4 separate regions of the Mus musculus genome follow, and regions 2, 3 and 4 are each linked to region 1. A link is a contact called in public promoter capture Hi-C data. All regions are on one chromosome and are shown on one strand. Each heading gives the region's core, a stretch centred on a gene start, on an enhancer-like site or on the middle of the called end of the contact. The rest is flanking DNA. Distances are from core to core; before and after follow the strand shown. Region 1 holds the start of Smn1 (survival motor neuron 1). Region 2 holds the start of Mrps27 (mitochondrial ribosomal protein S27). Region 3 holds the start of 6430562O15Rik (RIKEN cDNA 6430562O15 gene). Region 4 holds the start of Mrps36 (mitochondrial ribosomal protein S36).

Region 1 (5,598 bases), core at 807-3,306:
CTGGTCCTTTGAGTTGAAAATCTTCATTCTCATCCACTCCTATTATCCGTAGGTTTGGTCTTCTCATTGTGTCCTGGATTTCCTGGATGTTTTGAGTTAAGATCTTTTTGCATTTTCCATTTTCTTTGATTGTTGTGCCGATGTTCTCTATGGAATCTTCTGCACCTGAGATTCTCTCTTCCATCTCTTGTATTCTGTTGCTGATGCTGGCATCTATGGTTCCAGATTTCTTTCCTAGGGTTTCTATCTTCAGCGTTGCCTCACTTTGGGTTTTCTTTATTGTGTCTACTTCCCTTTTTAGGTCTAGTATGGTTTTGTTCATTTCTATCACCTGTTTGGATGTGTTTTCCGGTTTTTCTATAAGGACTTCTACCTGTTTGGTTGTGTTTTCCTGTTTTTCTTTAAGGACTTGTAACTCTTTAGCAGTGTTCTCCTGTATTTCTTTAAGTGAGTTATTAAATTCCTTCTTTATGTCCTCTACCATCATCATGTGAAATGCTTTTAAATCCAGGTCTACCTTTTCAGGTGTGTTAGGATGCCCTGGACTGGGCGAAGTGGGAGTGCTGGGTTCTGATGATGGTGAGTGGTCTTGGTTCCTGTTAGTAGGATTCTTACGTTTACCTTTCGCCATCTGGCTATCTCTGGAGTTAGTTGTTATAGTTGTCTTTGTTTAGAGATTGTTCCTCTGTTGATTTTGTTACCCTCTACTAGCAGACGTGGGAGACTAGCTCTCTCCTCTGAGTTTCAGTGGTCAGAGCAGTCTCTGCAGGCAAGCTCTCCTCTTTTAGGGAAGGTGCACAGTTATCTGGTGTTTGGACCTCCTCCTGGCTGAAGATGAAGGCCCAAAACAGGATCTTTCCCAGAAGCTGTGTTGCTTTGGCCAGGAAGGTGGCCGGTTTTCTGGAGCCGAAGATGTCACCGCCTCCTCATTTTTTTAAATTGCAGGTTTTTGTGGTTTTGAGACATTGTTTCAGTGTTCTGTTGGGTAAATATCCCCTAATTTAGCTAAGGCACTCTGCCTTTTACCAGCTCAGTAGGATGTGTTTCCCAGATACTCTGTCCATGTCCGCAGCTGGGAACATTCTCTTAACAAACGATCTACACCCACATCACTATCAGTGTGCCCCTGGTCCAATTTTATTTTGTTAAATCCTGGAACACAAGAACCCACAAATCTCACTGGGCGCTTTTGGGATGCCCTATTGTCTATGCCCTATTCCAAGATCCCCTAAATTGTAGAAAACAGTGGGTTTTGCCAGGCTGTGCCCTGCCCTGGGAGAGTCCATCATAGTTTGAGACAGGGGCTCGCTGCAAACCTCTGACTGGCCTGGAACTTCGTATGTAGACCAGGCTGGCCCCAACTCATACCTGCTTGCCTCTGGAAACTCCACCCTACAAGCAGCTTCTGACTCCATCTTGAGGGAGGTGACTGAAACCTCTGGGTACACCAGAAATAGCACCATCTGCCAGGACTTATCTAGTTTTTTGTTTGTTTTCTACAGGCTGATAGGTGGCTTATTCCTGAGTCAATCTGTAAATTTATTGGGATAAATCAAAACTATGGTGGCACATGGGATATCGAAATTCTATCAGGAAAATCAGACTCAGGAATTTACCAGATATGCCAGATGAAGGAAATGGTCGACTCCCCTTACCTCAACCTTGGGCCCATTACAAAACAGACACCTAACACTGCAAAAGGCCCGATACCAACCCATCGTCTAATAATTGGTGTGTGCATCAAGAACCAGCAAACACAGGATGCCCTTATTGTGAAGGTTCATCCCAAACTCGGGAAGCTGAGGTAGCAAAGGCCAGCCTAGGCTATATAGCGAGGCTGACTTGAAAAATGAAAAGAAAAGGGCTGGAGGGAGGAAAATAAATTGGAAGAAAACAGAGGGAAAGGTTAAAAAAAAAAAAAAGAACTAGAAGACAGGTGGAGGGGAGAAAGAGAAAAGACAGATGTGGGAGGAGTGAGTTGGAAGCGTGTAGGAGGTCTCTGGCTGCCTCCGGGCCACCGTACTCTTCCGGTCCCAGAAGCCCCATGACGGAAGTCGTCATTGAGTGAGCCCGGCAGCGTCCGTGGTAGCAGGCCATGGCGATGGGCAGTGGCGGAGCGGGCTCCGAGCAGGAAGATACGGTGCTGTTCCGGCGTGGCACCGGCCAGGTGAGGTCGCGGCTCGGCGCTAGCACTCGGAGCGCTGCCCGAGACCGAGGCGGTGCGAGCTCGGGCCACATCCGCAGGCGGCTCCTGGTGCAGCTCGGGCGCCGGCGAGGCTGTGAGCCACGCTTTGGTCCTGTGTGACTGTGAGGGGATGTGCAGGAACGGGGACAGGCTGGCTGAAGCAAGGCAACCAGATAGGAGCCATTGGAAAGCTCCAGATTTAGGTCAGGATGAAGATGTTCACAGGGACTTTAGACTAAAATGCTGGTTTTCTGGATCCAGTTTTGTAACCGGAAAGACCAAGTGTTGCAAACAACAGTTGATAAAGTTTGAGAGAGAGGGATAACTAAAGTTGCCCGGAGTAGTTGAAAGTTGCTATTGACTGCATTGCATTCAAATGTATACGACAGCAGATCCGAGGCAGGGTTGGTGGTGCACGCATAATTACATGCACAAACACTTGGGAGATGGGGGCCGGAGGGTCGGGAGTTCAAGATCCTCGGTTACAGCGTGAATTCCGGACCAGCCTAAATTACAGGGAGACTGTAGAAGTAAGATAAACACTGGTAAGTACGAGGGCAAATCAGAGCCAAGTTGGTGGACTGTGCATGTGATCAGTCCCAGCTCCTGAGGCAGGAATGTGAAGTTGAGTCTAGCCTGGGAAACAACATACTCCATCTAACGAAGTTTAAAACATTAGGACCTCGGTCGTCTTATGGTATGGCAACTGATTTCTGCTTGGGGCTTGGGGTGGGAGAAGAGAATTCTGGGCAGCTTTGGGCAGTGCTGCATTTCCTTCTTTGGGGGACAGCCCAGCAATTCCTATTCTGAATAAAGCTTTGCCCTTTGTCCTCAGGGGAGCCCTGGCGGTCTGGTTCTCTCCTTAAAACCACAAGGTTCCTGTGCTAATTTGTCATCGTGGTAACTTCTTCATGCCCAGGGTGATGGGTCATGTTTACAATCTCAGGGGTAATCTTATTGATTGCAGCTTCTTTCTTGTTGCTGTTTTGTTGTTTTGAGACAGGTCTCACAGGGTAGCCTTAGGAGACTTGGAACTCTCCATGTAAGCCAGGCTGGCATCAAACTCAAGGAGATTGCCCCGTCTCAGCCCCCCCTCCCGCCCCCATTTGAATCAGGGACACATTCCATAACCTAAATTGGCCTGGAATTCAATATGCTAGACTGGCCTGGAGCTCTTGGCAACCCTACTGTCTCCAGCTCCGGGATATTGGGATTGTAGATTATAGATATGAGCCATTTTAATTTGTAGTTCATGGTTTTGTTTTTGTTTGTTGGTGTGCTTGTTTGTTTGTTGGGATAGAGTTTTATGTTGTAGTCTATGCTGTCTGGGAACCCACTATAGCCCAGACCAGTTTTGCCTTGGCAGTCCTCTGCTTCTACTGAGTACATTGAGGCTTTCTTAGGTGCTAGGATCTCTGTGTTCGTGCGTGGTGACTTTCTAGAAATGTATCTGCCTGTAACACACACTCTGAGTGTCTGGGCTGTAGGCATTGCTGGGGGTTGATCTAGGGACTTTGAGCTACTTCCCCAGTACTTCCTATTATCTGTTTTTTATTAAGCACATCTATCTATAACTTATTTTTTATTTTTTCTCCCTCTTCAGAGTGATGATTCTGACATTTGGGATGATACAGCATTGATAAAAGCTTATGATAAAGCTGTGGCTTCCTTTAAGGTATGAAATGGTTAATCATTTTTTTCCTTATTTCCTCAGGTCATACATTTTGTAAAGAAAGAGAGAGAAGAAAAATAAACTTGAGCACATTGAGGCTTTCTTAGGTGGTGGGACCTGTTATGTTAGAAAGTAGTGACTTTTTAAAAATATATCCCTCCATGACACATAGATCTTATTTATTTATTTATTTATTTATTTACTGTTTTCATAGCATGCTCTAAAGAACGGTGACATTTGTGAAACTCCAGATAAGCCAAAAGGCACAGCCAGAAGAAAACCTGCCAAGAAGAATAAAAGCCAAAAGAAGAATGCCACAACTCCCTTGAAACAGGTGATAGATTGATTTAACCAGGGTCCTGCCCGGCCTGAGGGGCGGCATGCTGCTTCTGTTTGGAGTGTCCCAGAGCTGTGGATGAATTAGCAAACGCACACATACACACACAGGCGTGTGCGCACACACATGTGCAGGCTGGGCATTAAAACCAGAGCTCTCTGCATTCTGAGTATGTGCTGTGTAGCTGATATGCAACTCAACCCCCCCCCCCCCCCCACACACACACACAAGTTCAACAATTATAAAAATTACTAGGGTAACTCAAAACTTGTGGTAACTGGGTCTGCTATTGAAAGCAGAAGACCTGGGGGTATAGTGTACCAGCAAAGTACCTGGCTGGTTACAGGCCCAGCCTGTGTGCCTGTGTGTCCCTGACCAGACCCACATTGAGTCAGCACAAAACCCTATAGACTAGAGGTCTCATTCTCTCCTCTCTTCTTTTCTCTCTCTCTCTCTCTCTCTCTCTCTCTCTCTCTGAGTTTTTTTGTAAAGTGAATAGTTTGATGCCTCCTTCCATTCATTATTTCCAAAGGGAAAGGGTGTCTACATTTGGTGAACACTTGCTTTTCTTTGACTAAGAACACTGGATTTGTCATACACGTTTGGTCTCTTTTGTTCTTAATGACACGTTTCGGTGGTGGAATACATTATAGCCATTCATCAGGCCGGGAAAAGGAGATGCAGGTGACTAAGAACAGTGTTTATAATGAAGTGAATGGGAGGACTGGAATTACACTTGGAGAACTGGGTTATGGTTTGTTCTTTTCAGAAGAAGGAATGTTGCGTGTCCATAACTTTCTTTTCTTTTGTAGTGGAAAGTTGGTGACAAGTGTTCTGCTGTTTGGTCAGAAGACGGCTGCATTTACCCAGCTACTATTACGTCCATTGACTTTAAGAGAGAAACCTGTGTCGTGGTTTATACTGGATATGGAAACAGAGAGGAGCAAAACTTATCTGACCTACTTTCCCCGACCTGTGAAGTAGCTAATAGTACAGAACAGAACACTCAGGAGGTGAGGCCCCGAAAGATGTCCATTCCTGAAAGTGGACACTAAGTAAGGAAAAAGCATTAGAATCAGTTGTCACGTTGACGCACGAAGGCGTTGAATGACATTCTCATTCTCTCTGGTTCTCCTTTTGCTGGAACGCAAGGTCGGGGCCATAGGAATGCTTGTCGGTGCCCTGCCTTTGCATAATACAATGTTTCCTTTTCTTTTTAAAGAATGAAAGTCAAGTTTCCACAGACGACAGTGAACACTCCTCCAGATCGCTCAGAAGTAAAGCACACAGCAAGTCCAAAGCTGCTCCGTGGACCTCATTTCTTCCTCCACCACCCCCAATGCCAGGGTCAGGATTAGGACCAGGAAAGGTAAATGTTCTGTTGAGAAAAATATATATGTAGGC
Region 2 (5,598 bases), core at 1,904-4,403, 780 kb before region 1:
ATGTGGTGATGGAAAAGTCTGTACAAAGTATGGTACGTGACAGAGTGACACTGTAGGCTCCTAAAATAATAGAACGGTGGCAGGATTGTATAAGTACCAGTCTGATAGTGCCGTAGACGGGGCTGACTTTTAGACTGCATCTGGGAACAGGTCCACAGCTATCACAGATTCATGAAGACCATGGCAATTAGACATAACAGCAGGGAGTACTTCCTATGCAAACCTCAGATAGGCCCAAAATACCCAAGATCAAAAGGCAAGCCTGGGGCCTGGAGATGGCTGAGCTGTTGAGAGCACTTGTTACTGTTGTAGAGGGCACACAGTCAGGGTCTACATGGCAGCTAACCACTCTCTGGAACTCCAGAGGACTCAGTGCACTCTTTTGGCCTTAGCACTGCAAACACATAGTACATACATGCAAGCAAAACGCCCACAGACTGCCTCCTTGACTGCTAGGGCTTGACCCTGAAAAGCAGTGAGAAGGAACAGGACGGGAGGGATGGAGGCATGAAGTGTCAGTCAGTCTCTCAGTGGGATCTGGCTGGGAACTGGCGGTGGCAAGAGGAAGGAGTGTTGGGTGTGTATCAGAGGGTCACAAGGCAAGCTGCATAGGCAGGAACGTGAGAGAAAGGTTTAGAAGTGGAGGTAGGGAGATGATGGTAAGAGTGGGCAGGGTGTGATGTTCATATGTGAAACTGTCTTAGGTCAATAGTAACCAATGAGGTCTTTTAAAAACGAATCAACAAAAGCCAGAGGAAGTCTTAGATATGCTTATCAAGGAGTTTGAAGTCTTCAACCTGCAGGACAGAGGGAATGAACACAAGATTGCTAAGATATGACAGGGACTAAAGCCAAAGAACTGGTGTCCTCATGTTTTTAGTGCTTTTTACATGTTTTAAATATTTTGATTTTATGCAGGCATGCATGTCTGCACAAAGGTTTGTGCACATTTATGCCTGCAAAGACCAGAAGAGGGCAACGGAGGAGTTGAAGCTAGACCATTATAGGCAGTTCTAAGTCACCCAATGTGAGTGCTAGGAACCGAACTCAGGCTCTCTGGAATAGCAGCAAGCACTTTTAACTCCTTAAGTATCTCTCAAAAGTAGGAGGGAAAAAAAAAAACCAGTATAATGACCCTCATCTGGCAATCAGTCTTAACAGGTGCCAAGTTTGCTAATTTTGATTCTTCTGTGTAGCCTAAATACAGTGAGCTTTTCAAAGTAAATCCTAGATTCTAAAGTGTGAAAAATCCAAATGTACTACCACACCATGGTCTTACTGACCTACAAGTATATCACAGGTCTACGGTATACTTAATCAACATTTGAAAGCCTGGACTCTTGAACTATGTAGTCTATTCCAATCTGCTGCCTTTCCAAGTCTATCTCTATCGATCTCCCAATTGATGCTGATGATGGTCCTCAAATCATATTCTGAGCAGCAGAGATCTAGATGACTGGCCACAGGGCTAATATCACTATTTTCGTGGGGTTCCTAGGGGCAGGGCTAAAGGAAGAGCCATGGACTTGAAGTACCAGAGTCTGAGAGAAAGGGTTGATGAGGAAACTAATGGTCACTCTGTCTTTTTTCTCTCTATGAGATAGGTCTTGAAAGAGTGAATAGAGACAAAGGAGAAATATGAATGACAGACGATTAAAGAATTAATAAAACAGATATTACCTTTGGTGCCAGGTAGGTTATATGCAATAGCTATCTTCTTATGTTGAAATTCCTTTAACTTCACAATGTTATCTGTGAGTAGGTATCTTTTAGCTAAAAAGTAGAAAAAGAAAATAAAGTCATTTTGATTGCTCTCCCCCTCCCCCGCAGCAAATAAGAGCATGGTTGCCTCTAAAGGATCCATCCAGAGAGGTACAAATACTATATATCCCTGGTGAGAAGCAAACATCTCCAGTCAAGTATTGAATGCAAGTCTTACATTTGAAAGAGGTAGGGATTGATGGAGTGTGAAGACTGGTTGACAAGATGAGCTATGAAGAACAAATGGGCATTTGCTATCTAGTTGGGGGCTAGCAATGCAGACACCTACACACACACACACACACACTGCAGACACCTACACACACACACACACACACACACACACACACTTTTGCTTGGTTTATTTTGGGAGAAACATGAAATATTGGGAAAAGCTATATCATGACTTCCAGTTTTGAAACTTCGGCACTGAAGATAGCCTTTCAGATCTGGACTCAGTAACCCTAGATCAGAAATCACTGACCACAGATCAGCAAGTCTGGAATGTACCCTTCTGCATCGTTGGCTGTGCATGAGATAAAAACAGATGAACCGTGCACTGAGATCTGACACAGTAAGGTAGTAACAAAAATAGTTGTTTATGAAAAGGCAGTCCTGTGACGCTGTCAGATCTGGGTCTTTAGTTCAAATACAGCATCTGCCAGCTCCCTGTGACCTTGGGCGAGTGACAACCTTGTCTACTTCCTATTCTGTAAATGAAGAAGGGTACCTCTGTCACTGGATGCTATGTGTGTGTGTGCGCGCCCACATTATAATAATTTTATTATCAATAGCAGTCACGCCTTCAGAAAGGCGGTAAGGAATAATTTGGGGGATGAGGACGCCTGCCTCGAGTCTTTGAGAATGTAAGCAGCACAGCTTGGGTTCCCATCTCTTAAACTCCGCACCAAAACCTTGCAGAAAAGGACACCCGACGACTGAGGTATGTTCTCGAAGAGCAACTTGGACCTTTGCAAGTGCAGTCCCTAGCTGCCCTTTGCTTTCCAGGCACAGAGCAGAGGGGTTCACAGTCCGGAAGCAAACCGGGCTGCTCACGCGTGCAGCAAAAGGGAAAGGGCGCACGAGCCTCCTCCAAAAAGAGAGGCCGCGGTGGGCTCACGCTCCCTTCTCTTCCACCCTCCCTCCTTCCAGGCGTGCGGCCGCTCGTACCTCCGAGAGTGCAGCGGCAGCAGGCGGAGCCTGAGCCCGTCACCCCGGGATGCAGCGAAGGACGCGGCACCCGCAGGCGTTCCAGGGGCCGAAACACTGTAGCCATGTTGTTCCGGGCCGGGCTGCACCATCTGCGGGACCCGGGCAGGGGGGACCTCTGAGGTGGTAGGACCACTTCCGGCGGAGGCGGGCTCTGTGCCTGTCCCCCCACGCCCGCCTTCCACTTGGTGCGCTCCAAGATGGCGGCTCCCATGGTGCGGTGTGGGATGCTCCTGGCTCGGCGACTAGACGCGTCTCGCCTTTGCCTCGCAGGTTGGTGGCTGCTGCCTTGGAGCTGCAGCTCCATTTAGGCCTCCCAGCACGCTGTTTATTGAAGGAAGGGGGTGATGGGCTTCCAGGAAGCGCATAAGTGCGTCTGGGATCCGGTTGCTAGAGAAGCCGTTTAGGGTATTGGTAACCCAGAAAGGAAAAATAATCCCTCTTCTTTAAGGCTAGTACCCGCCATTCCAAACTTTTGAAAAGTAGGGGAAGGCTGTAGCATGAGGTTCTGCGTATGTCTTGCAAGTTTAATGTATTAAATTAGTAGACTTCTTGGTGATCATGAAAAACCCAAATATGTTCACTCCGTGGGCTAGAACAGTTTTCTTCCCCTGAGATTTCTTTGGAGGGTCATCAGGCAAAAGTTTTCCCTCACTGCCTTGTACTTGATGACCCGAACCCTTGGTCTTCATCTCCTGAAAGAATTTTTCAACACTAGCCTCACTTTACCTGGTGACCTTGGCCACAACTTCTGCCTGACATTTCTTTTTTTTTTTTTTTTTCCACCAGTAGGTAAACAAGCAGAGCGATTTGATGGCTTGAGTTGAATCACATAATCACTCAAAGCCTTTTTAGGGTACCTAATGGTGAAAATACGTTTTGAAGTTTTTGCAAAACCCGAGTTTGTAGTGCTTACAATCTCGTAATCCTTGAAGATGTGCCAGATAACAGAAGTAAAATGAACTAACCACACTTGGATGTTTGCAATGCTGCTTGTTTTCAATCAGACTCCCTTAACACCAGTCACAAAAAGAGAAGCAATGCTCACTTGCTCTCACTCCTGTAAGTGTACAGCCATTTAAAAACTCCACAGTTGTCCTCAAGAGTTTTCTAAAGATAAAGTGTTTGAACTACCTGGCAAGAACACTTCATATCACACATTTGACAAATTGATACGAACAATATTTGGCACTAAGAGTGCTTTGTAGAGCTATTTGGCATATTTAATTGTGATTGGTAGTAAATTCTTTGAAGTTTCATAAGACCCACACTAGTAGATACAGGAGAGTAAGTTGGTTGCTTATAATGGCTGGGGCAACTATTGTAACAAAGGAATGGAAACTACACAGAGCAACTTGAGAGAACCTTTACTTTGGCAGTTTATACTCTGAAGCTATCCCAACTTGGTAGTTGCTAGTACTTGTAGCTATTTAAATTTAAGTTGAAGATAAATAAGATTAAAAACTAAGTTTCTTCACGGCAGTTAGTGTTTTATGTGGTCAGTACATCCATGTAGCTGATGTCTTTTGTCTTGGACAATTTAAAATGTAACATTTTTATTTCTACAGAAGTTTTTTGGACACTGCATTAGACCACAGATGGAGGCTATAGGAAGGCAATATAAGTACATCAGTGTATAAATACCCTAATTCAAGTACTCAGCTTGTACAAATTCATGACAGATGAGTCAGTATATGCAACACTTTAAGACTTCTACATAGTCTACTTAAAATAGGATGAAAGAATACAGCCCAAATGATCAAAAAGATAGAAGAAAAATGAACTGAGATAGAGCAACAACAGGTATGTGAAAAGGACAGGGGAAGGAAACTTACTGGGTACCATAATTCGTAGACAGGCATTAGTGAGCCTTAACCACCCTGCTGATAGGTGGTATCCCTCATTTTGTGTATGATGAAAAAGATACAGAGGTGTATGATCTGCCCAATCTTCATAGCATTTATTATTGGCACCACAAGGGCTAAAAGTTAAATTGTGCTGCTAAAGCTTGTCTATTTTCACAATCACATTATTTTCTTATTTTAAAAACAAAACAAACAAACAAAATGCTTGGAGACATTTTGAATGGCACGTGCAGAGGGGGACTGGCAAGGCCCAGACCTAAGCCTGTGAGTCTGAAGACTCTTACTCATTCAGATGTGTTTTGAGCACTTTGAATGTTGTTACTGGGTTACTTGTCGGATAAGTAGAATCTCTCTGCAATCTGGGCCTACAGAGAAACTATCTGCATTTTAATGAGACTCATATGCATAAAAAGTTTGAGAGTCTGATCTAGATCTTCCACTTTGTGTCCATCTCCTTTCATCTTTTGCCCCTGGCTGTAGAAATTCTTTGGTTGTGACGTTATTAGAACCTCAGCTTGTATGCAGTGATGGAGAAACCTTTGCTCTTTATGACTTTATGACACGCACAAAGCATCATAGAAAGATGTGTGTGTGTGTGTGTGTGTGCGTGTGTGAATGCATGCTTGCATCGTGCTTTTATGAATGCATGTATGTAGAGGCTAGAAATCAAAGTTAGGTGTCATCCGCAGTCACTCTTCACTGACATAAAACTCAGGTTGTAATCCTTGTGTGATCTGTTATGATCTCTGGGTAGCTGCCTTTT
Region 3 (5,598 bases), core at 1,092-3,591, 710 kb before region 1:
GCCCCTGCTCCACAGCCTTACTCGACTCAAGCCAGCAGCCCAGCATGACCCGTGTCCAGCCCAAGCACCTTAAAGATCTAAAATTAGCCATCTCCTGATAAGCTTTGTCTGCTGGCATCCTCTTCCAGCTTCCCAAATCCTCCCTTCCAAGAAAGATGAGCAGAGGCAAACTTAGACCGAGCCACTCAAGGTGACTTTGCTCATCAGTGCTAAGATCAGTGCAGGTGGCCCTGTGCTTCCCGGGGCCCTGCTGCCTGGCCACAGCTGCGTGGCAGTTTGAGCAACCTGGCCCTGTGACCTCAAAGGTAGCCGGGACGCTGATGTAAGAACTGATAACACTCAAGAAAGTGAGGGGGGAAGCAGTTCCTTTTCTTATTCATAAAGAAAATAGATTGTATGTTTGACACTTTTCAAAACAAGTCACACATTTCCCGGCAGGGAAAGTCACCGCTGAGTCACAGGGTCCTCAGAGTAGGAAGCTGTGACATTGCTTTTTCTGGGTATGGTTTTGGCCTTGAAACATACGTAGTATAATTTTCTTTTGTCTTAAGGGTGGCCTTCTGTAGGAACAGCTCTGTCAGACTCTCAAAGTTCCTCAGCCCAATGATTCATGGGCCCTGGTAAATCTCCAGCCAGAGGAAACACATAACACAAGTTCACCAAGCTTCCTTTTAAGGTGTGCGTGGTGAGGGTCCTTGCCTAGGCTGCTGTTGGCTGGGGCCTTCCAAGCCTTTGGCTGCAGACCCAGTGAGGAGGCATGGCTGATCAGTCTTTGTTGCTCTTTTGGCCACAGGGAAGGTGGAACTGCAGCGTGGGGTGCGGGCTGTATACCACGGCATGCCTCTGATGTGGACACCAGGCTACCTCGACAGAGCCCTCCAAGTGATGGAGAGGGTGGCCTCCTCCCCTGAAGACCTCAAGCTGGGTAGAGAAGTGGTATGTTTTTCCACCCCACTCAGTCAAATGGAGGCTTCACAGGCATCTGTTCCCATGGTCTTTCTCCTTCCGCTGCTTTCTGTATGTGTGCAGAATTGGTATTTATTCCGTTTAAAAGGATGAAAAGAAACCACAAACATTTTCAGTGTGGCTGTCAAAAAGGCAATGGAAAATCAGATTATTGTTGATTCATACATCATTAAGTGAAAGGAAAGCTGTCTGCTCCCTTACATTCAAGCTCAGATCAATAAATACCACCCTCTTCACCACCTCCCCCATCCAAAAGGGATTTACGGCGGTGGAATAGAAACTTAAGTAGTTTTGGTGGATTTACCCCTCCTGTAGTATGGAGAGACTACATAGCACTTTTCTCCATTATCCTTGGCTATTGGTAAAGTATCTGTCTCACAAGCTTACGTACCTGAGTTCAGATCCCCAGAACCACTTAAAAAGCCAGGCCCAGGAGTGCAGTTATCGTCCGGTAATGGCAGGGAGGGAGCAGAGAGACATGAAGCCCTGGGAGCTGGCTAGCTGCCTAGCCTACACCCTTGGAGATGCTCTTCTGTGTGGCCTTGACTCTGAAATGCCAAGGCTCACCACTCAGCTTTCATTTCTGTCCTGAGGTCCTCAACCCAGTGTCTCCCATGGCACATTATGCTGATATCATTAATGCTCTTTCTCAGTCATTATAACCAAGGAACACACACTTTGAAGTTGGCCTGCACACAGTCAAGTCTATAACAGATGTCCTCCTGACTCTCCTGTGCCCTACAGCTCGATGTGCTGGATGGAGTCCTGAAGGTGGTGACGTCTCCAGATGTCCAGACTTCAGAGGCACAGCCTCAGGAAGGTGAAGATGGCTTGGGCTCAGCAAACCTGGTGGAGCAGCTAGACACTGAGGAACCAGAACAGTCCAAGCTTCCCCGATACCTCGAGCGCTTTCAGGTGATTCGTAGTAGAAACTGAGCCTTTTCCTGCATCAGTCACACACAAAGGCATGAAAAACTCGCATCAAGAATTGCAGTTGTGTTCCTTCCCACAGACCGTGGCCTTTTGGGAAAGCAGTGGCATTGTTACGACTTCATGCTTGAGCTGATGTCACGGTTCCGTTCCCTGGGGCAGCACGGCACCCCAGCGGCTTCTCAACAGCAGCCTGATTCCCACTCAGGGTGGCAAGTGACCAGCCATTTCTCTACACTACACCAAATGTGCTGGGTCAGTCACAGCTTCAGCAGAGATAAGACTCACGAATCCTTTGTGGCGCTTAGCTGGCAGCTTTGTGCTGTTCAGCAGGGCCATTAGAGACACTGCCTGTGGACAGGTTTCCAGAACAGTGCTGAGCACTCAAACTGTCAGTGAGCTCTCTGTCCCAAATGCTCTGCTGTTTGTGTCAGGGAAGAAAATCCCTGAGCCTGCTCTCTGCTTTGTTTCTTGTCTCTTTAATACAAAAAGAAGGAAGTACTTTCAGGTTATGATGTCATCATAGGAGCGGGAGAATTCTCCTCCCACGCCTGCTGCTGCACTGTGCCTTTTCACAGCAGGAAGGAGAGCTGGGCTCCTGCCCGTGAGTCTGTCTCTTCTGACCCAGCAATGGCAGGCCTTGCCGTAGCACAGGATCCCATGGTATTTTAGGGTTTTTTCTCCCCAATACTTCTGAAGGGAAGTCATTCTTAGCTTCTCTCCTGTAATTTGAAACTAAGAATAAAAAGATTGATGTTCCTTGTCATACCCCAAGGACAAAGCAGAGTAGAGAACTTAGACACAGTTCTTTCTCTTAACTTTGCTTGTCAGTGTATAAAACTTAAAGAAAACAAGAATCACCACACTTGCTGGGCGTGGTGGTGCACGACTTTAATCCCAGCACTCGGGAGGCAGAGGCAGGAGGATTTCTGAGTTTGAGGCCAGCCTGGTCTACAGAGTGAGTTCCAGGACAGCCAGGGCTACACAGAGAAACCCTGTCTTGAAAAAACAACATCAACAACAAAACATTAAAAAAAAGAATGACCACACTGCTGAATGCTGCCTGAGGTTGCTGAGCCACTGTCAGGCGTCAGGTTTGCCTGGGTTTTGTAAATGTTGTACTCAGTTTTGATTGCTTTTTGACTTTTGGCCGTTTTTTGTCCGTTGCGTCTCAGAGGATGGAGACCTTTGTCTTCACTAGCTTCTAGCCCTTTTACTGCCATGGGACACTGTCTGAGCATCCAAGAAAGAACAGAAACACATGTTTGTAGCCTGCCATCTGTGACCTTAGCTATGTTAGCAGCTGTAAGCCCCCTCCCCCATTTCCTTTATCCTCACAGGAGGCCTGGGCGGGAGAGTCTCGGCTTATGTGACCCAGCAGTGAGCTGGGATTTGGACAAAGCCAACCTCCTCACAGTTGAGATTTCCTGGCTTTCTCTTTGGCCTCAGACTACCTGGAAAATTATGTTAGGAAGAAATGGTTTTCAGTTTACATTTTCTTCCTGTTGCCTGCTTTTCATTAGTCTGAGGTCATCTGTTTGGGTCTGTTTTTATAATTAGTCTGCTCCTTAGATCCCATCGGTCTGGCCCCCTTTGCCGTTCTGCCAGATCCTATGCTGTACGCTAAGTCACCTCGGGGTGCGAGCACATGTGACTCTCAGCTGCAGCTGGGGTCCTAAATGTCACTCTCTGGTGATCTGTGTCTAGAAGCACTTAAATTGATTAATGCTTTTAGTAAGTCTCTGGGCTGCTACACTGACCCTACCAGGCTGCCCTCTCAGACGGAGCTGTAAGCAGGCAGGAGGGAAGGGCTGACCTGTGGGGGAGCACAGCAGGTGGAGGCCTACAGTGCTCAGGCACTCTGGAAAGCTGTTTAGCATTAGTGAGAAATCCCTGCAATGATTTCCATCTGTTGAAAGGAACCAGGGGAAGTCACTTAAATGAAAAGACGGGACTTCCGAACTTCCTATCCTCCACCATCTTGTCCAGTGGCATTCTCACTGCTCAGTTAGGAGCAGGCCTAAGTGGAGACCTCGTGGCTCAAATAAGAACTGAATGACCGTGAAGCCGGAAGTACAGGAGGTGCAGCTGCACTGTGTGTGCCAAGGTGGGGTGATGTCGTGTGCGGGGCTGCACTGCTCCCTGGGGTGATGTCGTGTGCCTGGCTGCACTGCTCACACCTTGGTTTAACAGCTGAGCAGGAGAGCCCAGCGAGAGGCAGCTGCCCCTGCAGGACAGATGCAGGGCACCTTCCTGCAAGCAGATGGAGCGGCTGTTAGCGGAGGACTCAGTTGCTTCTCACTGTCCTCCTTTCTCCTGCCTGTCCCTTACCTTTCGATTTCCCTTTGCTTCCAACAGGCCTCTCGGTCTAAACTGCAGGAGCTGAACAGAGTTGAGTCTGAAAGTCTTTTGACTCTGACCACCCAGCTTGTAAAAGAAAAACTCCCCGCCTGTGAGGCCGAGGACCTGGCCACCTACGAGCAGAAACTCCGTGAGTGGCACCTGGAGCGGGTGCAGTTGATCCAGAGGGAGCAGGAACAGAGGGAGAAGGCCAAGCAAGAGTACCAGGCGCTGAGTGCGGCAGAGAAAGCAGCCTGAAGTTCTGTGAGCCACCTCAGTGTTCAGCCAGGACAGCATGGGGCTCCGCCGCTACTGTCCAGTTCTTTTCTTACAGGAAGCTGTGCATAGCCTGAAAACAAGGATGGCTCTATGCCAAGACACTGTCTGCCCATCTAGATGTCAAGGGCCCTGAACTAAGTGACAAACGGTTGGGCTGAAGCCCCCACACAGTGGAGTCCTGGGTGCAGACTGGGAATATCGGGTGAGCGTGACGGGAAGCTATAGCTGAAGGGTCGGCTCTGCAGCACGGGTGTTTGAATGATTTCCTGCCCTTGGCCATGTGCATGGAGCACCGAGCTTCATGACCAGGTGCTGGTAGACTCAGAACCACCCACGTTCCAGAACCGGGTGCTTGCTCCTTTCACCCGCTTCCAGGACTCAGCACCAGTGGCCACATGACCTGCTGTCAGTGTGACACATTTCCACTGTTAACACTGGTCTCATATTCTCCCTGTGCATATGTGCCATATATAGCTGGCACCTTCATGGTCTGTCCCCTTCCCATCACTGCTCAGAAGCAGCCTTTTGTATACCTGCCTCCCCAATAAATCCTACCCATGTGGGCTGTTGTGTGGTGTGATTTTGTGGCATTCCTTGGCCAGTCACCTCAAGAACCCTTACACCTGAGACCCTGTGACCATAGTCCCCCTCACTAGTGCAAAACAAATACCCTGGTGATCTGGCCTTGTGTATTCACACAGCCCCACTACCTCTTTCCCATCATGCCCTGCCCTCCCCTTCTCCCTTTGGGAGAAGTCCAGCACAGAAGGTCTCCAGACCACAAGCTCCCTAGATTTCTGATTACAGGGATCCACAGTGACACATAATGTAAAAGCTTTTGGGGAGAAACTTGGCCCTAGGAGTGAAACCCTTATGCTCTGACTTCAGCATATCAGGGTAACTTTCCACACATTGTCAGATTTGTAAATGAGCCTTTGGTATGCGTGTGCACACACAGGGCAACTTTAGAGCAGACATTTCTATGAAGGGAGAAAACGAAGAGGGGGATGGTGTTAAACCTGAGAACTGCGAGAGAAATACCAAGTCCACAATTTTTGAGCCAAATCTGAAGTAATTTTTAAT
Region 4 (5,598 bases), core at 1,662-4,161, 620 kb after region 1:
CACAAGTACCTGTAACTCCAGCTCCAGGGGATCATACACACAGACAGACAGACAGACATAGAAATAAAAGTAAAAACTAAGCAAGCTGAACCAGTGACGACCATGTGACCTTGTGCTGCTTGACTTACAGGGTGGTAAGGAAGTACGTGGAAATTTCCTGATTTGTATCAAGTCTCCCCATGTTCTGTTACTACCCAACAGTTTCATGACAAAAGTCAAGAACACCTACTCAGAGACACCTTTAATCCCAGCACACAGGAGGGCAGAAGCAGGCGAATCTCCATGAGTTCAAAGCCAGCCTGAACAACATAGCAACTTCAAGGGCAGCCAGAATTACACAGAGCCGCCAAAAAAACCCCAAAACCAAACAACAACAACAACAAAACAAAAACAACAACAAACAAACAAACAAACCAAATAAAAAACACACAAACAAAACTGTTCTATTTGCTGTCTATTTTTTTTATTTTTAACTTTTTCTAATTTTTAAAAAATATTTCAAAATTTATATTTGAGTAAAAGCAACAAGAACAACAAGTGACACACTCTTCTAAATTATAGCTCACACTCAGCTCCATGCAGGAAAGACAAACAAATGCCATTAAGTAGTCACCCCCCTATTCAGAAGCATGGATGGCTCTTTCTACTAGACAAGATTTCACCCCAATCTAAATATCAACTGTGGCTGGTTACTGCTGAGAAAGCTCACTACAGTTAAGGTCAGTAAGAATTAAAAGACAAAATAGCAACAAAACACTTATTCTGACTACACAATCTGTGTAAAAACTGGGGAAAAAAACGTGTAGAAAAATACAAATTATCTGAGAACACCTGTAATTCCTAAGCCTATAAATCCATTAAAATGATCGAAATCTTTGTTTCAGCTTTTTCCTTTATCTACAGAAATGTATATTGTAGAAAAACACTTTAAAAAAATTTTTTTTTTGCTTTGTAATTTGTGTGTGTGCATGTGGAAGCCAGAGGCTAAGCTTTCAGGAGTTGGTTCCCTCCTTCCACCCGGTGACCAAACTGAGGTCACAGAATCAAGTCCCCTCCCTTCTGAGCCATCGGAATGGAGTAAGAGTTTTCTTTTTCTTTCCTTTTTTTTTTCCTCCTTTCTTTTCTTATCTTTCCTTGCCTTTAAGAAGGGACTCTGTACGTGGCCCTGGCTGTCCTGGAACTCATTATGTAGACCAGGTTGGCTTCAAACTCAGATTCACCTGCCCCTGCTTGTGTGTGCATTTGTGTCTTTGTGAAATGTATGCATGTGTGGTATGTACATGCATGTGGAGCTCAAAAGTCAACACAGGATCTCCTCCTTCAGGCGCCCTGAACCCACAACTCATCGGTCTAGCTAGCTAGCGAGTTCTAGAGCCCTGCTAGCCTTCCCCTCTCACTCTCTAGGCTGAGGCTACAACCAGTGTGGGGGCTGGGATCGGACCCCCTGCCAATGCAGAAAGTAAGAATTTCCAAGCATGTCTTCAAATGCTTATCACTCCAGTGACTATATTCTTTTGCTATATCAATTCCTACATACACACCACCTTTATTTTTATTTTTTATTTTTTAGACTTAGTTTTACTACAGAGCTCTGGCTGTACCTCACTCTGTAGACCAGGCTGGCCTCTACCTCACAAGAGATCTGCCTACCTCTGCCTCCTGAGTGCTGGGATTAATTGAGCGTGCCACCATGTCCGCTCCTTTCCGCACTCCAGATTGAGTTATATATGCATTATTGACGTATGAGGTTATATAGGACAGATAACAGACTTTGTCAGCTACTCTGAGCTTGCAAAATCGTACTCAATGCTCCGTGCCTACCGACGGAATGCTTAACTGAAGATTATTCATTGCAATGGTTCCAAAGGTCTAGGGTCATCATTCCGACAACTTCAAGAGAAAATGTGTTTGTGCCCAAAAAAAAAAAAAAAAAAAGAAAAAAAAGAAAAAAAAGAAAAGCATATAAGTGAAGATTAATCTGAAAATACTCCATGTTCAGAATTTTAAAACTCTCTAATTACAAAAGGCTGTGTCCACTTACTCATGAATTGTTACGTCTCCTTCTTAGAGACCACAGCTGGAGAAGTAGATAAAAAAAAAAAAAGCTGTCAGCAGTTAGTAATTGATGGGTGGAATAGCAGTGTTACCATAGCTGCCTATCTAAGCACAGTGGAGAAAGGCTTGGCAAACCAACCCTGAAACACACATACTAGTAAGTATAATAAACTTAAATAGCATGAATTTTACTCATTCCCGCATCTCTAGCCAAGAGCCTGAAGAGATCAACTCTAACCAGCTCCAAGGGAGGTAGCAGGCAAAGGGGCCGGTTATCCGGCCATTCCCAAGTCCTTGAAGGGACACCAGATCAGATCCAGGATTTGCTTCCTTCCCCGCCCCGCTACGGCCTTCCTCCGGATTGGCTGGCTGGCGAACATCACGGACAATATTAAACAGCGATTGGCCGGACTGCTGGAGGGCAGCGTAGTCCGCAGACTACGAGGGCTAAGGAGGTGCTGGGGAATCCTCCGACCTCCGACGAGCACGAGCGGACACGACCAGAGGCCACCACCCGCCGCGGGCCTCGAACCCTTGGCGCCAGACCCAATTTACTCCGGGCCACCCTGGAGCCCGTAGGTTCCATTATCAGACACATACACCCGCTGGCCCTCCTCAGGGCCGCGGTCACGATGCATTCTCTGGCACCGCCTTTCCTCCCGGCGCTGCCGCTGCGTCTGCACCATCCCTCCCTCCCTTCCAAGCGCGGGAGCGGCCCGGGTTTTACCTGCACGACCCTGGTGGCGGAAGCCATCTTGCTGCCCATCGTGACCCCCGAGCAGGGGCAGCTTCCGGGGCGCAGACGAGCTGCAGAAGTATCTGGAGTGGGCAGCGTGGGGCGGAGCCTGTGTGATGTCACTGAGGAGCTATAAGGGACAACTCCACCCCTCTGCGTCCGCCCCGCCCCTCTTCCCGCCTAGACACTCACCTCTGGCCTTCCAATTACAACGTTGTGCTGTAACCAGTTGAACTATTTGGTTCGTCATCCTAAATTATCTAGGACCATTTCCCTCCTAGATAGCTAGTTTCTAATTTCAGTACAGTCCGAAATTTAATCTGAAACCACCTCTTGTGGCTTCCTAACACGAACGATTTTATTAAAACTTGGGAGTTACATAGATTCCCTCCCTTGCTCAACCATCCTCAGAGAAGTCTCCTGAAGCAGATGGGGATCACAGCCACAGCCAGGCAATATGCATCATGAAAGACCTTTGAACACTCAGCCTTAAAAGGAATATCTTCATTAAGTGCCTCCCCTCAGGGCTCAGGGAACTCTGCAAAAGAATAGGAGAAAAAAAGTGTTAAGACACAGAGGGGCTGGGTGGAGGACTCCAAAGAATCAAGGCCTTCTAAATACAACAGGGCTGGCACACATATAAACTTTCCAAGACAGCAGCAGCATGCATAGGGTGTGTATCAGATGGGGTCCTCGAGCTGAGAAAGAGTGTATACGTGTCCCCATCCCTAGCACAGATAGCCACTCCCAAATGAAAACTTAAAATTTTCTTCAAGGAAGTCTCACTGGGAAAACAAGCCACTCTTAAGGCCCTGTACCAAGCAGTAAATAGCCAATCCAAAATGAACTCAACAGCATTGCTCAAAGTCCTTTGTCTCATAAGGTTAAGTCAGGGCACTTTTTCTTTCAACCTTACATATTCTTTGCATGTGTATTTCGGATTCTGGTTTTGTGGTTTTTTTTTTTTTTTTATGAGATTCCTGGGTGTGAAGCGTGTGTGCTCTGCTCTTTCTTTCTTTCTTTCTCTCTCTCTTTCTTTCTTTCTTTCTTTCTTTCTTTCTTTCTTTTTTTTTAACATTTATTTATTTTGGAGTACACTGTACTGTCTTCAGACACACCAGAAGAGGGCATCAGGTCCTGTTACAGATGGTTGTGAGCCACCATGTGGTTGCTGGGAATTGAACTCAGGACCTCTGGAAGAGCAGTCAGTGTTCTTAACCACTGAGCCATCTCTCCAGCCTCCCTCTGTTTGTTTCTTGTAGCTGAAGTTCTGTGTAGGTCTGGAGATAGGAAGATTGGATCATTGGAGCTGTGTACATTTGGAAGATTACATCACTGGGGCTAGTTGGCCACCAACCTAGCTGCAGGTTCAATGAGAAACCCTGTCTCCAAGAAATAAGGCAGAGAGTGACAAAAATCAATACAGAAATCGTCCTCTGGCCTCAGGAGATATGCACAGGCACAGGCACACAAAGCTGGGCATGAGGACATGGATCTGTAACCCCATTACTGAGCAGGGGAGGGGGGCAAAAATGGACTGGTCCTAGGCCTTGCTAATCAGCTAGTCTAACTGAAATAGCAAGCTCCAGGTTTAACAAGACACCCTGCCTCAAAAATATAAAAATAAAAAAGCTTGAGGTAGAGGGTGCTGAAGAGATGGCTCATCAGGAAAGAGCACCGTTGCTCTTCAGAAGTCCCAGGCTCAAGTCGCAGTCAGTACTCACATGACTGTTCACAACCATCTGTGTGTGGGTGGGCTGTGGGTATGGGTACACACCAGTACACTCATGTAAGTACCACACACACACATAAACCAAGCCAAAAAGACAGTCAAAAATGTATTTAGAGGATACAAATATAGCTTAGTATTACAGCACTGGCTAGAATATCCAAGGCTCTTGAGTTCTATTCCTAGTGCCACCAAATAAAACGAGTGTAACTAATGACAGATGCCTATAATTCCAATCCTTGGGAGGTGGTAGCAGAAGAGTCAGAAGTTCGAGGCCAGTGTGTTCAAAACCAGCATGGACAACATGAGACCCCGTTTCAAAAAATCAAAACCAGGGCCAATAAGATGGCTCTGGTAAGGGAACCTGCGGCAAAGCCCAGTGAGTTAGGATCTACATAGTGGAAGGAGGACCCACACACAACGTGTTATCCTCTGCCCCCTCCTCTTTGTGGTGACTCTTGAGCCCTTGGACTGTACATTGGCACATGCTCTTTGAGAGCAAAGCGCCAGTTCTGAAGCAGGGGAAAGATAACTTGAAGTAGGTTTGGGCAATAAGGCCTGGGAAGCAAACTGAATGTGTAGTTATGGAGCACAGATAAAGGCTGGCAGGAAGCAATGAAGTTGAGGTAGAAGGCTGGTAGTGGGCTGAGGACCATCCTCGGGCAATTCATTTTGTCTGAAGAAATGGAAGCATCCCTTCCGCTAAACCTGAACTTACAGACAACTTCCGATATAAGTCATGGCTTGGAGCTTATGAAGTCTCAGCTGCATAAATTAGCATAAATTAGCTGGGGCTTAGAATGCTTTTAACTCAGGGGTGGTTAAAATACGTGTTTTAAAAATGAATTTATATTTGTTTTAATTTTATGTGTGTGGGTCTTTTGCCTGTGTGTATGTATGTGCATTGTGTGCATGCTTTGCCAGTGGAGGTCAGAAGATAGCGTGAGAACTCCTGGAGCTGGGAAATGGTCATGAGCTAGTGTGTGTGTGTGTGTGTGTGTGTGTGTGTTTGCACACCAGAGTCCCAGGCCAGAAGTGCTGTTCTGAGATAAATCCCAATTCATATGCCTTTGTCTTA

Evidence for each region. Promoter capture Hi-C pulls out the DNA fragments that hold promoters and counts their contacts.
Region 2: a contact with region 1 is called in a promoter capture Hi-C map of pre-B cells. The contact joins the promoter of Mrps27 here to the promoter of Smn1 in region 1. A contact is called at or near these places in 5 of 39 promoter capture datasets (cranial neural crest, liver, pre-B cells and 1 more), 1 of 15 datasets of contacts at CTCF or cohesin (large pre-B cells), 3 of 484 Hi-C or Micro-C datasets (B cells, CD4 T cells and the N1E-115 cell line), 3 of 115 datasets of contacts at active chromatin or transcription factors (bone marrow-derived macrophages, pro-B cells and stem cell-derived neural progenitor cells) and 1 of 9 other capture datasets (adipose tissue).
Region 3: a promoter capture Hi-C map of liver shows a contact between it and region 1, with 5 times the contacts expected there. The contact joins the promoter of 6430562O15Rik here to the promoter of Smn1 in region 1. A contact is called at or near these places in 3 of 39 promoter capture datasets (liver and pre-B cells) and 1 of 9 other capture datasets (liver).
Region 4: a promoter capture Hi-C map of the HPC-7 cell line shows a contact between it and region 1. The contact joins the promoter of Mrps36 here to the promoter of Smn1 in region 1. A contact is called at or near these places in 6 of 39 promoter capture datasets (the C10 cell line, the HPC-7 cell line, cranial neural crest and 3 more), 1 of 115 datasets of contacts at active chromatin or transcription factors (pancreatic cancer cells) and 1 of 9 other capture datasets (adipose tissue).

The regions. Positions count from the first base shown.
Region 1 is chr13:100,122,799-100,128,396 of GRCm38.p6, forward strand. Smn1 (survival motor neuron 1) reads left to right here and starts at 2,057. Exons shown (of 9, transcript NM_011420.2): 1 at 2,057-2,167; 2 at 3,789-3,860; 3 at 4,072-4,191; 4 at 5,007-5,207; 5 at 5,417-5,563. The coding sequence starts at 2,096.
Region 2 is chr13:99,341,633-99,347,230 of GRCm38.p6, forward strand. Mrps27 (mitochondrial ribosomal protein S27) reads left to right here and starts at 3,154. Exons shown (of 11, transcript NM_173757.3): 1 at 3,154-3,243. The coding sequence starts at 3,171. It overlaps Ptcd2 (pentatricopeptide repeat domain 2), which reads right to left and starts at 3,046. Exons shown (of 10, transcript NM_026873.2): 1 at 2,932-3,046; 2 at 1,681-1,773. The coding sequence starts at 3,037.
Region 3 is chr13:99,410,485-99,416,082 of GRCm38.p6, forward strand. 6430562O15Rik (RIKEN cDNA 6430562O15 gene) reads right to left here and starts at 2,342. Exons shown (of 2, transcript NR_015515.3): 1 at 1,358-2,342; 2 at 352-1,087. Mrps27 (mitochondrial ribosomal protein S27) reads left to right here. Exons shown (of 11, transcript NM_173757.3): 9 at 794-936; 10 at 1,711-1,881; 11 at 4,255-5,077. The coding sequence ends at 4,494.
Region 4 is chr13:100,741,748-100,747,345 of GRCm38.p6, forward strand. Mrps36 (mitochondrial ribosomal protein S36) reads right to left here and starts at 2,912. Exons shown (of 4, transcript NM_025369.3): 1 at 2,783-2,912. The coding sequence starts at 2,821.